Regions from separate parts of the Rattus norvegicus genome. Here region 2 is linked to region 1. Evidence: chromatin contacts called from public Hi-C data. All regions are on one chromosome and are shown on one strand. Each heading gives the region's core, a stretch centred on a gene start, on an enhancer-like site or on the middle of the called end of the contact. The rest is flanking DNA. Distances are from core to core; before and after follow the strand shown.

What was found. A called contact is a pair of places that touch in the nucleus more often than the background predicts.
Region 2: a contact with region 1 is called in a Hi-C map of Schwann cells, with 2.7 times the contacts expected there. The contact joins the enhancer-like site here to the promoter of Nid1 in region 1. A contact is called at or near these places in 2 of 12 Hi-C or Micro-C datasets (Schwann cells and hepatocytes).

The regions. Positions count from the first base shown.
Region 1 is chr17:93,066,805-93,072,594 of GRCr8, forward strand. Nid1 (nidogen 1) reads left to right here and starts at 2,482. Exons shown (of 20, transcript NM_001398520.1): 1 at 2,482-2,741. The coding sequence starts at 2,517.
Region 2 is chr17:93,135,629-93,141,418 of GRCr8, forward strand. Nid1 (nidogen 1) reads left to right here. Exons shown (of 20, transcript NM_001398520.1): 16 at 582-753; 17 at 1,870-2,027; 18 at 3,130-3,253; 19 at 4,048-4,160; 20 at 4,569-5,790. The coding sequence ends at 4,690. Among named protein-coding and RNA genes, the nearest start is that of Nid1, 69 kb to the left of the region's middle. Within about 2 kb of position 3,078, at least 37 of the 93 cell types and tissues checked have an H3K27ac peak or open chromatin away from gene starts, as enhancers often do. A contact at or near this core is called in Schwann cells, where this site is marked.

The DNA of each region.
Region 1 (5,790 bases), core at 1,232-3,731:
GTATACAATGCTGGGCCATTATCTTGCCCTTCTTTCCCCAGGTTATTGCCAGTTTCTCAAAAAAAAAAAAAAAAAAAAAAGGGATTATGTATTCATGGCTACAGTATCGGACTCACCTGATACCTTCTCGGGGGAGATGCTGAGCTAATCAACATCAGGAAAACAACATGTTCAGATAATAACGGAGGCTTTGCGTTAACTGGATTATGTGCTTTGTCTAATTTCAGGGACCACCTTATCTCACCCTCATAACAATTCCTCAATTGTCCCCGTGAATATCCCAATCAAATGATAGGGATACAGAAACTTTGCACTCTTGCCACTCTTGTGCAGCTAGTAAAGGGGGGGTAGGAGGGTGGAGGAGGAGGCAGGCTCTACTCCTACAGTCACCAAGAAAAATTCCACCAGCCAATAGGAGTTTCAGCAGCTGTCTGAGTACCAAAAAGGGAGAGAATCTGTGAGAGGGATAAGCATTCCAGGCACTGACCACAGCTTCAGGACAGCCCAGTTTGGGATGAGGATTGACAGAAAAAGAAAAGTCGCAGGTGGGAAATGGCTGGTAGCTTAGTTTCTTGGCCTCTGCTGGGTCCCGGTGCTGTAGGAGGTCCATGAATATTCTATGCTGGGGAACCCAAGCCTCTGCACAAAGTTCTCAGTGACTGAAACAAGCCAAACCAAGGCCTAGGATCTTAGGTATCAGCAGATATTGAGCAGATAGAATGGGGTTGTCGGGAAGCTAGGAAGTACACTTCGGCATACGGAAGGCATGAGAACTGCACAGTAGATCTGACAAGTCTTGAGCAAGGGGGAGAATGTAGTAGCACAGATGCAACTTAGTGTAGAGGGTTCAAATCCATGCAGCGGTTGAGGGGCTTGCCATGTGTGAAGCCCTGGGTTTCATTCCCATGCGCTTCTCTCTCTCTCTCTCTCTCTCTCTCTCTCTCTCTCTCTCTCTCTCTCTCTCTCTCTCTCTCTGTGTGTGTGTGTACACTCGTGTGTACATGTGCGTTCCATGCATATCCAGAACTGGAGAGATAGCTGGGTAAAGTGTTGGACATGCCAGCAGAAGGACCTGTTATTGATAACCTAAGAGGAAAACCTGAACATGGAACACTGAGTGCCTATAGAACCTGTTATTCTGACCTCTCAAGAGCTCAAATGAAAGGCCACCCCCATAGATCGATAACTTCGTGCTCAGAAGCTGTATTCCATTGGCCTCTTCATGATTTTGCTGGTCCAAGGCTCACTACTCAGCCCCATCCCACATGATTTTCTGTATATTAGGAGAACTAATGGAGGTTCCAGGCCTTTACTGTCAGCCGCTGAGAGGAAACAGGGGCATCCTGTTGGCCCCTCTGAGTCAAGGGTCAGATAGCCCACACCCCAGCATCCTCTTCCCTTGCTTTCAAAGCCAGCACTAGTTTTCCAGCCTTCCGGTGGAATTCAACTTTAAATTCAACTTTAACTTCATTTCTTCTAGGTTTCATTCTTTCTCTCACACAGCGATATCAATTAATTTTCTCTCCATCTCAACCTCTTCCCTTCTTACGGGTCACCCCCAGTCCCCAGCAAGGTTGTTCCAGTGGTTTCTCTCTATATTTTCACTTAAGGTGCCACATTAATGATCAGCAGCTGATTGGAAATATCACTTAAAAGTTCTCTTTATCTAGGATTGTCCAGGATTCTCTGAGTCTTTAGGGGAGCTCAGATTCTCAGATTTGTTATTCAACTTTTCTTGGATCATCCCTCCCAATTTTTCTGCGAGGAGAGATAATGAGGTCCCTGGAACCCACCCTGTTCCCACCTTTCTCTAGCCTCCGATGAAACTGCAAGGCTTCCAGAAGACCTGCTTTGATTCCCAGCATGCCACACAGAAGCTTTCTCTGGTCAATTACTCCAGTCCCAAACTGTTTTTTATTGCCTGGAGTCCAAGGAAATCTGAATTTGAATTGTGTCTTTGTGGCTTTGGCAGGTGTGGGTTCTTGTTTTCAGCGGAATTCTATAACTTAAGGAAGCCAGAATCAGGAACTCGAAAAATGCTCAATCAGTGATTGGATGAGTAAAGTCCCACACATTTGTTAGGCCTTTTGCTCAATTCCAGCATCCGCTCAGTCTCCTTTCGAGGGTGGGCTCTGTCCCAGGCCCCAGAGTGTTTGTTTCCTGGTTGCCTGCTCTCCAGGAACTTGCCTAACTGCATAATGCTGTTGCAGAATTCCTTCTTTCTGGATAGGAGCCCACCGTCGGGTAGGATCCGGAATGCAAGGAGCCAACGCCCACTGCTGCGCGGGGGACCTCGGTGTCGCCCCTCTTCCTCCTACTTGCTGCCATTGGTAGACAGGGCGGGTGGAGTGGGCGGGCCCTGCCCTTAGCCCCTCCGTTCCCCTCCCCATTTCCAGGGGTGGGGACGAGGGGAGGCGGGAGGTGAGGAGGGATTGCGGAGGGGCGTAGGGTTACATCTCCGCCTCCTCCGCCTGAGCTGCTAAACCGCCAGGATTGCGGGACCATAGTTGGGAAACATGCTGGACGCGAGCGGCTGGAGTTGGGAGATGTGGACGTGGGCGCTGCTGCAGTTGCTGCTGCTGGCGGGGCCGGCAGGCTGTCTGAGCCGCCAGGAGCTTTTCCCCTTCGGCCCTGGGCAGGGGGACCTAGAGCTGGAGGCCGGGGACGACGTGGTGTCCCCCTCCCTGGAACTGATCGGAGAACTGAGCTTCTATGATCGTTCGGACATCACGTCGGTCTATGTGAGTTGGGGCCGGGTGGAGAGGAAGGCCAGGGTATGCTGGGGGCGCCAGTCCAGAAAGACAGATGTGGGACCTGGGCGTCGCCCTCGGGGACCCGAGCGCTAGCTGTCCGGGTGCGGGGCTCTCCGTTGGGTCTGCGCATCTAGAGGATCGCATTGCCGCCTGTCACCCCCAGTAACACTCGAAGTCTAGGATGGCATCTGCCTCGGGGATCCAAAAATCTCCTCGTGCGCCCTGCCTGGACCTGGAGACCTCCGGTAGAGTTTTCCTTCTCGATTCTGCCTTCCTTCTGGGGTAGGTCCTAGTACCCCACAGCGCAATGGCCCAGAGTTGGGTTGTATCCTGTGCCTAGGGACTCCGCCGATGGCGAGCTGGAAAGGACAGAGGAACCCCCTTGCTCAGCCCCAGAGTTCCGTGGACAGCCCCAGCATCTGTGTGCGTGGGTTTTGTTCTGACTCTGTCTTGGCAGAGATTCTGCTCTCTTAGTTGGGCTGGTTTCAGAGTACAGAGGTCAGGATTGGGGACGCAGGGCGCCCTGGTGATACAATTTCCTGTGGCTGAGGGTATCACCCAGGGGCCTCAGATGAGGAGCGGGACTTTATGACCTTTTAGCTCTCTTGAACCCCCCAGTTCTGGCAGAGCCTGGGCGTGCTGTCAGCCTGGTCAAGCTCTTTCGTGCTGCACCGGCACCCCATGTGGATTTGATATAAAATCTGTGTGCATTCCACAAGTGTGTGTGTGTGTGTGGGGGGGGGAGCTACACAGACGGTGTCTGGGGCCCGTCTTGCGGAGGAGTGGTTATTCCCCCAGCCTGGCCTGGGCAGAGAGCATGGGGTAACACCCACGTGCAGCTTGTCAGCTTTGCCTAGAAAGAATGGGTCACACCCACGAAGAGCTCTCACTCTTTGCTGGCTGGTTGCCCTGTACCCAGCGTGGGAAGCCTGGAGAAGCCTATAGACTTTAGCATGCTTTGAAATACACATCGTGAAGTCCTCCACCTTACCAAAGAAAACAACGTGATGAAACACACATCAAAATATTAAAGCATATACACCAATTTTATGTAGTATTGAGGCTTCTCCCTCCTTCCCAGCCCCCCCCCCTCTATTAGGAAGGAGTTAGGAATCAAAACCAGAACTTCCTGCATGAAAGATAAGCACTCTGACAACTGCACTACATACCCTCTTGTTTCCTTTCAAACCACACTAAGTATAGCGGTAGCCTGAGCAATGGGTTTGGTAACTATCAAAAAGGGTGGCTCTGAGAAGCTATCTAAGGTGTATTAATAGAGTCTGTCCGATTCCACATGAGGCGAGAAGGCGGGCAGGGGCCATAGCAGTACTTGCCTGAAATCCCACACTTGGGAGGTAAAGGCAGGAAGATCTGGAGTCAGGCCAGCCTGGACTATGGGATTTGTCTTTGAAAGCCAGGAAATAGCCTGTGAGGTGACTCAGTGGGTAAAAGGCACTTTATTTGTCCATCCTGACAACCTAAATTCATACCCCTATTCCTAGGTCCCACATAATGGAAGAAGAAAACTGACTCATCCAAGTTGTGTCATGGGTCGATCCACCCTTCCCTGTCCCCCTCACTCCTCCTAATTTTAAAAACTCCCCAAACAAGCAAAGCACCAGACCAAACAAGTCAGACAGAGGTAGGGGTCAAGAGACCTTAGCCTGATTTAACTCTGGTGCCGGAAGCCACCAAGGAAACCAGATGGAGAATATCCTGTGTCTAGCAGACACTCAAGCCTCAAGCCAAGTCAGGGACAGGAAGCAGAAGCTTGGAGACATTGGTTTACAAGGGGAAAGAGTAAAATAAATACATAAATGGACTGAAGGTGATGGCATAGACTTGTAATCTCAGCACTGAGGAGTAGAAGTAGGAGGATCATGAGTTTGAGTTTGAGGATATCCTGAGGTATAAGAAACTCTCTTGGGGTTGGGGATTTAGCTCAGTGGTAGAGTGCTTGCTAGGCAAGTGCAAGGCCCTGGGTTCGGTACCCAGCTCCGAAAAAAAGAAAAGAAAAAAAAAAACTCTTTCAATAAGCAAACAGAATTAAAATGGTTTTGAAGTTCTAAAAATGACAGCAATCCTTAATAATAATGCTCCAAGGAGGTAACTTCCCAAGTGTGGCCCAAGAACCTCTGAGGTCAAGGAATTCAGAAGGTCGGGATTATTCTTTTTCCCCTTATTGGTACTTTAAGAATGTGGATATCTGCCTGCATGTATGTCTGAGCACCACACATGTGCAGTGCCAGAAGATGCCAGAAAAGGGTAACAGATTCCCTCCTGGGACTGGGGAATCCCATCTGTATGTTGGGGATGGAACCTGGGTTAACTGTTCTTAACTGCTGCCCATCTCTCCAGCCTGTTATTTATTTTGTTAAGCATGGTGATGATGATGGTGATGATGGTGGTGATGATGATGATGATGATGATGATGATGGTGTGATGATGTGTCTGGGCACATATGTCATGGCATATGTGTGGAGCCTAGAAGACAACCTTTCGAATGGGTTTTCTTCTGCTACTGCGAGCTGCAGAGATGGGATTTAGGTAACTCAAGACTTCAGGCTGTGAGGCAAGAGCCTTTATCTGCTGTGCCATCTTGCTAACCCCAACTGCTTTTGTACTTTAGTTGCTCAGGAATGTATGACAGAGTTCACTGGAGGATGCATGGTACCCACGTGTCTGTTCCTACAGGTCAAATGTAAAAGAAGCATCTGCCTTTCATTTAGTTGGACATCAGTTTGATTTGCTGACTCATGAAATAAAGTCTCATCTCTCTCCAAATGTGTTTTTGGTTGGGAAATATAATCACCTGCATTAAGATAATGTTGGTTTTGTTAACATGTAACATTCATTATTACAATGTTGTAAGTATTTAACTTGATCTTTGCTTACCTTTTCCATATTGATTAAATGTTGATTACTGTGTTTTGGGGAATTTTCAAAAACTATTAAGTGTTTAAAGGGCTCCTGAAGCCAAACTGCCTGAGGGCTAGTCATATATATGAATATCCAGACATTGAGTATAAGGACAGGA
Region 2 (5,790 bases), core at 1,828-4,327, 69 kb after region 1:
TTGCTAAAGAAGAAGAAGGATGTACCTACCGTTCCACCCTCGCTTAAGACTACATGTCTACTGTTTGTCATAGATAAGCTCTGGCTTCTTTACCTCCATCCTCATTCCACCGAGGGCTACTCCCTCATTTCATGGTCTCTGGCCAAATAAAATTAATCACAGCCCACCTCAAGCCACTTGCAGTCTTCTTTATACCTTCGAATACTTATGCAAGATCCTTATCCGATAAACTCTCATTGGTCCTTTAGGAACTAGCTTCCACTTCCCCAGAACCCTTCCCTGGTAAACTCAAGCTGATTCTGTATCTGAATCTGCCCATAGAAACTAGAACTCAGTTTGAATGGTCGTTGGATGTGGGCTTCTTAATGGACAGGGCTATATCTTTGTCATAGTAACTCTCCTGGTTCCCAGTGCATGGGTGAGGATGGTTGAATTTCTCACTTGGGAAATTGATCATCTTATAACAGTAAGAATTTCACATTCCCATTTGGTTTCTTAAGGTTTGACCACCATATCTAAGACAACTTAATAATCAGAGAACTCTTAGGTTGGGATATGACTCAATGTTTCTTTCCTTCCAGATCTTGGAAGCCCTGAAGGCATCGCTCTTGACCATCTTGGCCGAACTATCTTCTGGACGGACTCTCACCTGGATCGAATAGAAGTTGCAAAGATGGATGGCACCCAGCGCCGAGTGCTGTTTGACACGGGTTTGGTGAATCCCAGAGGCATTGTGACAGACTCTGTACGAGGGTATGTTAGCCTACACGTGTCTGGAGTTTTTGTTTTTAGTCTCTGGCTTTTTGGATTGTCTCTGATGCCAGCCTTACCCTCTTGAGGTGTTTTGTCTGTGCAAGATGAAAAGTCTACAAGCTAATGAGATGCTGACATACTTAGGACACCTTGCCATGTTCCAGTTTCACAATTCTGTCAAGAATTGTAGGATGACAGCTCAGAAATCAAGTGGTTTCTAGATAGGTTGAATGTCAACTAATACTCAGATTGCAAGAATGTTGTAGATTGTGTTGGGTTGGCCTAACCATGTCCCCAGCACTCCTTGTTGGAGCAGCTGTGGCTTGAGCATCCTGGAATCGCCTTCCTGAGGGATTTTTCAGCCCATTGCAGCTTTCTCTCTTTTCTCCCTATGGCAAGCTTACATCCCAGGCCCCAACTCCTGGAGACTGTTTCCTTAGAGATGATATCTCTTGTGTTGAGGCCATTCAGCTACCCCTTACACACCAGACAATCTCTACCACTCTCTGCTGGTATTTGAATCTTGCTTTAGTCAAATCACATTGCTGCACTGTGTCCTCCTGCATAAGTTTATCGCTCAAGGAATTACTGTTTGTTATGTCTGGCCTGACGTTTACGTGTCTGTATGTGTATTTGGTAAAAAAAACAAAAAAACAAAAAAACAAAAAAACCTTGTGTATCATTCTCAGTCAATGTCCACCTTGTTTTGAGCAGGATATCTCCTTGGCCTCTACCTCCCCAAGTAGTACAGGCTATCTAGCCAGAGAGACCCAGTGATCCACCTGCTTCCTTCTCCCCAGCACTGGGATCACAATTCTCAGTCACCACACTCAGCTTTTTGTTTTGTTTTGAATATGGTGCTGGGAATTGAACCCAGGTCCTCACTTTGCCCACTGAGTTTTTTTCAAGATATGCTAGAGGAAATATTAAAGGAAATTTGTTAGTAACATATAACCGAGTTTGAACAAAGAACCAAAGTAACCCTAGAATCCACCTTAGCCTCCCGGGATCTCACTTAGCTGTATCGTTTTCTTGTCTGCTGATCACTTCCTACCTGGTCCTTTTAAAGTGTTTTCAGGATCTTGCTTCTTCTTTCCACCCTGATACCTCCTCCAGGAACCTTTATTGGACAGATTGGAACAGAGATAATCCCAAAATTGAGACTTCTCACATGGATGGCACCAACCGGAGGATTCTCGCACAGGACAACCTGGGCTTGCCCAATGGTCTGACCTTTGATGCGTTCTCATCTCAGCTCTGCTGGGTGGATGCAGGTAACAGGAAGCTTGAGATCGTCTACACATAGTTCTTCATTGTCTTGTTCTTCTTGATCTACAGTTGGCAAATCTTACCCATCGCCTCTTTCTATCTAGCGAATAAGCTCAGAACAAATTTTACATTGTTAAATGTTACCATTTTAAGGGTTAAATACCTGGTATCATGCTTGCTTCTGCTTTTAAGCCTACAGAACCTGAAATAATTGCTACATGGTTCAATAAAAAATGGCTGACTCCTATTTTGGTGGGAGGTTACTGAGTATTGAATATATGCTATATGTTCAGAGGTACTAGTGCATCCGGCATAGAGTACCTCATGTGGCCCTGCTTCAGCTGTGCAGGCTTGAGATGAGATGGGGAGAAAGATGCTTATCACTGATGACCACCCATCATCTCTCCCTGTGAAAGTCTATGGCTGAGTACCTTCTCTGTCCCACAACTAAATAGTACAAAACGTAGGGTATGAATGCTTACATATTTATAGAAGACTATGATAGCCATCAATGCAGGCATTAGTGTCAGGCCACTCCCATGCTAATCAGTCAGAGTTCTTCAGTGCCCCAACTGTGGGGAGAAAGGGTCTGGAGATTCTTAGAAGGGAGGGACTTGGGGCTGGGGATTTAGCTCAGTGGTAGAGCGCTTGCCTAGGAAGCGCAAGGCCCTGGGTTCGGTCCCCAGCTCTGAAAAAAAGAACCAAAAAAAAAAAAAAAAAAACAAAAAAACCTGGCAGCCAGGCCACAGAGAAAAAAAAAAAAAAAAAAGAAGGGAGGGACTTGAGCAAAAGCCAGAAGATAGCAGGGTCTCTCCTGAGACAAAGGGCTGGGAAGGCCACCACAGGCTGTGGCTTCTCTGTCCTGGCTCACCTCTCCTCAGTAGGGCCAGGTGTGGGTGCTGGAACTCAGGTGGGTGTAGGCTGGTGAAAGGGAAAAGACAAAACGGAGGCGGAATGCCAGTGCTGACGAGCCAGCCCTCTGTGTACTCCAGGACATGCCACTGCAACACTGAACTCCCCCATCCTTGTCATTCGGACTCCTGTATTCTGACACAAAGGGCTCATTTCTTGCATGAACAATGACCAACTTGTGTTTGCTTCACACAGGCACCCATAGGGCAGAATGCCTGAACCCAGCTCAACCCAGCAGACGTAAGGTTCTCGAAGGGCTCCAGTATCCTTTCGCCGTGACGAGCTATGGGAAGAATTTGTACTATACAGATTGGAAGACGTATGTAGGCTGCTGTCATGATGGCTAGGCCAAACTATGTCCTTCCCTTAGTCTCTGTGGAGGTCTTTGCCTCTTGCCTCTTGCTCTGACCTTTGACCCTCCAGTGATCCCTGGCTATCAGATATAGAGGAGGGTAGAGGAAGAGGGCTGTCTAATCTCAGAGGGGTACCATTTATCATACCCAAACCTGGGACTTCCTGAGCATGCCTGTTCTTTCTCCAGGAGCCACCAGATGTCACATGGCTGAACAGATCCTTGATTATGTCATACCTCTATATCAGTGTTTTTTATTTTATTTTATTTATAAGAGTACACTGTGCTGTCTTCAGACATACCAGAAGAGGGCATCAGATACCATTACAGACGGTTGTGAGCCACCATGTGGTTGCTGGGATTTGAACTCAGGACTTCCAGAAGAGCAGTCAGTGCTCCTAACCACTGAGCCATCTCTCCAGCCCATCAGTGTGTTTTTAAATTGCAGTATTTTCATAGCTTTTTCTGGACCAGACCTTCTTCAAAGGGAGGGTCACACCAGGGAGGTAGCTGACTAAGAGAGCCTATAGGTCAACTGGAATTTAGAGCAGGGGGGAGAGGATCAATTGTTTTGACCCTTATTTTAAAAAGCCAGTAAACTACAAGCTTGACCCAGCCCAGGGGGATGGAGGAAGGGATACACAGAGAACAAGACCACCATATCCCTTACTCTTTCAAGCCACAGAAGAGGCTGCCTAACTCCACTGAGAACAGTTCAAGCCAACAGAGGCGTGTTCACTCTGTGCTTTGGTGCTTTGCAGGAACTCGGTGATTGCCATGGACCTTGCTGTATCCAAAGAGATGGATGCCTTCCACCCACATAAGCATACCCGGCTCTATGGAATCACCATTGCCCTGTCCCAGTGTCCCCAAGGTAACATCCATGCTGCTGCATAGGGGTCAACACCCAGAATCCCTAAGAGAATCATGGTGGCCTAAGTACACCCATGGGCTCCTTCCTGTAGGTATCCTAGCCTGCATATCCTGGATATCCCTTCCTGAAGGATTCCTGGATTTTTCCCACCTCAATTAGCTCAATCTAGAACCTCCTAACAGACATACCCAGAGGTGCATTTCTGATGTGATTCTACCAAGTTGACAATCAAGATTAACCACAAACTTCTAAATCAGAAATGCCTGTCTTATGTTTGTGCCTGTCTTAAAGAAACCAACAGCAGCTCAACGTGGCCCCTTGAGCCCACAAGGAGGTTAATGGGGAGCGTGCTGTAGGTACAAAGTCAGTCAGAGGGAAGACTATGACGCTGATCTCATTCTTCTCCAGGCCACAATTACTGCTCAGTGAATAATGGTGGCTGTACCCACCTCTGCTTGCCAACTCCAGGGAGCAGGACCTGCCGATGTCCTGACAACACCTTGGGAGTTGACTGCATTGAACGGAAATGATCTCAAGAATTCCTTGCTCCCTCTTCAAGTATTTCACAGTAACACCCTACTGGAAGTGACTTGATTCAGACTGAAAGGTGTCTTTTAGTGGTGTGACCACTAGGCTCAGCTCTAGCCTAGCTTGAGCCCTCACAACTTTCCCTTAACCTTCCCTAAAACAATTACCCTTAGCTCAGTAATGGGAAAATCTCTACCCCAACATGAGGACACACACACACACACACACACACACACACACACACACACACACACACACCTTGATCTCAGTCTTCAGAAAAGATTATAGAGTTCTGGATAAGGAGCCAAGGGTGGTGGTACATGCCTGCAACCTCAGCAGTTGGGAGTAGAGAATCTATCTTGTCTGTGTAGCAGGGTTCAGGGACAGCCTGAATTTTTTTCTTCAAAAAAAAAAAAAAGCATAGGGTGAAAATTATGTGTTCATTCTAGAGCCATAGGACCTTTTCCTAATCCTAGACTCCCTCATAGTAAGCAGACCCTCAAAAACCTAAGAAGGCTACTTCTCTGTGGCATTACAAGCTCAACTGTTAACCCAGTTTTTCAACATACTATCCAGATCCAGCTTACATAAGGTAATGAATCATACTTTTTCTCTTGGTACTCGAATCTCTGTCTTTATGCTCCCATCTAACTACTCTCCTGTTGTACACCTTGATCCTGCCCAAGACCCTGCTTTTAGTGCCTTCTCTGCCATGTGATCAAAGGTCAACATGAATCCTAGGGATTCATGAAATTTGGTGGATGGTAAAAAGTAGCCCCTCCCAAATTAAAAAGTCCTAGCATTTCAGTGGCCATCGATAATCAGGTAGGTAAGTCAAGGAAATGTCCTGTGAGAAGAATTTGAAGATGTAGAGTCAAGATGTTTGAAGACAGGGGATTGTTATTTCAATATGTCTTGAATTGTAGCAAATTCTTCCTCTTTGCCGTTGTATTAGTATCTGGTCTATGATGTCATGGGAGTCTTTAGCTCACTCCAGTTTTCAAGTCTTCTCATGGAGAGTCATCTGGAGCCCAGGCTAGACTTGAACAAAGCAGTGGCCTGTCATAGTCCCTCACCTTTAGAATTGTATCTTTGTTTCTCC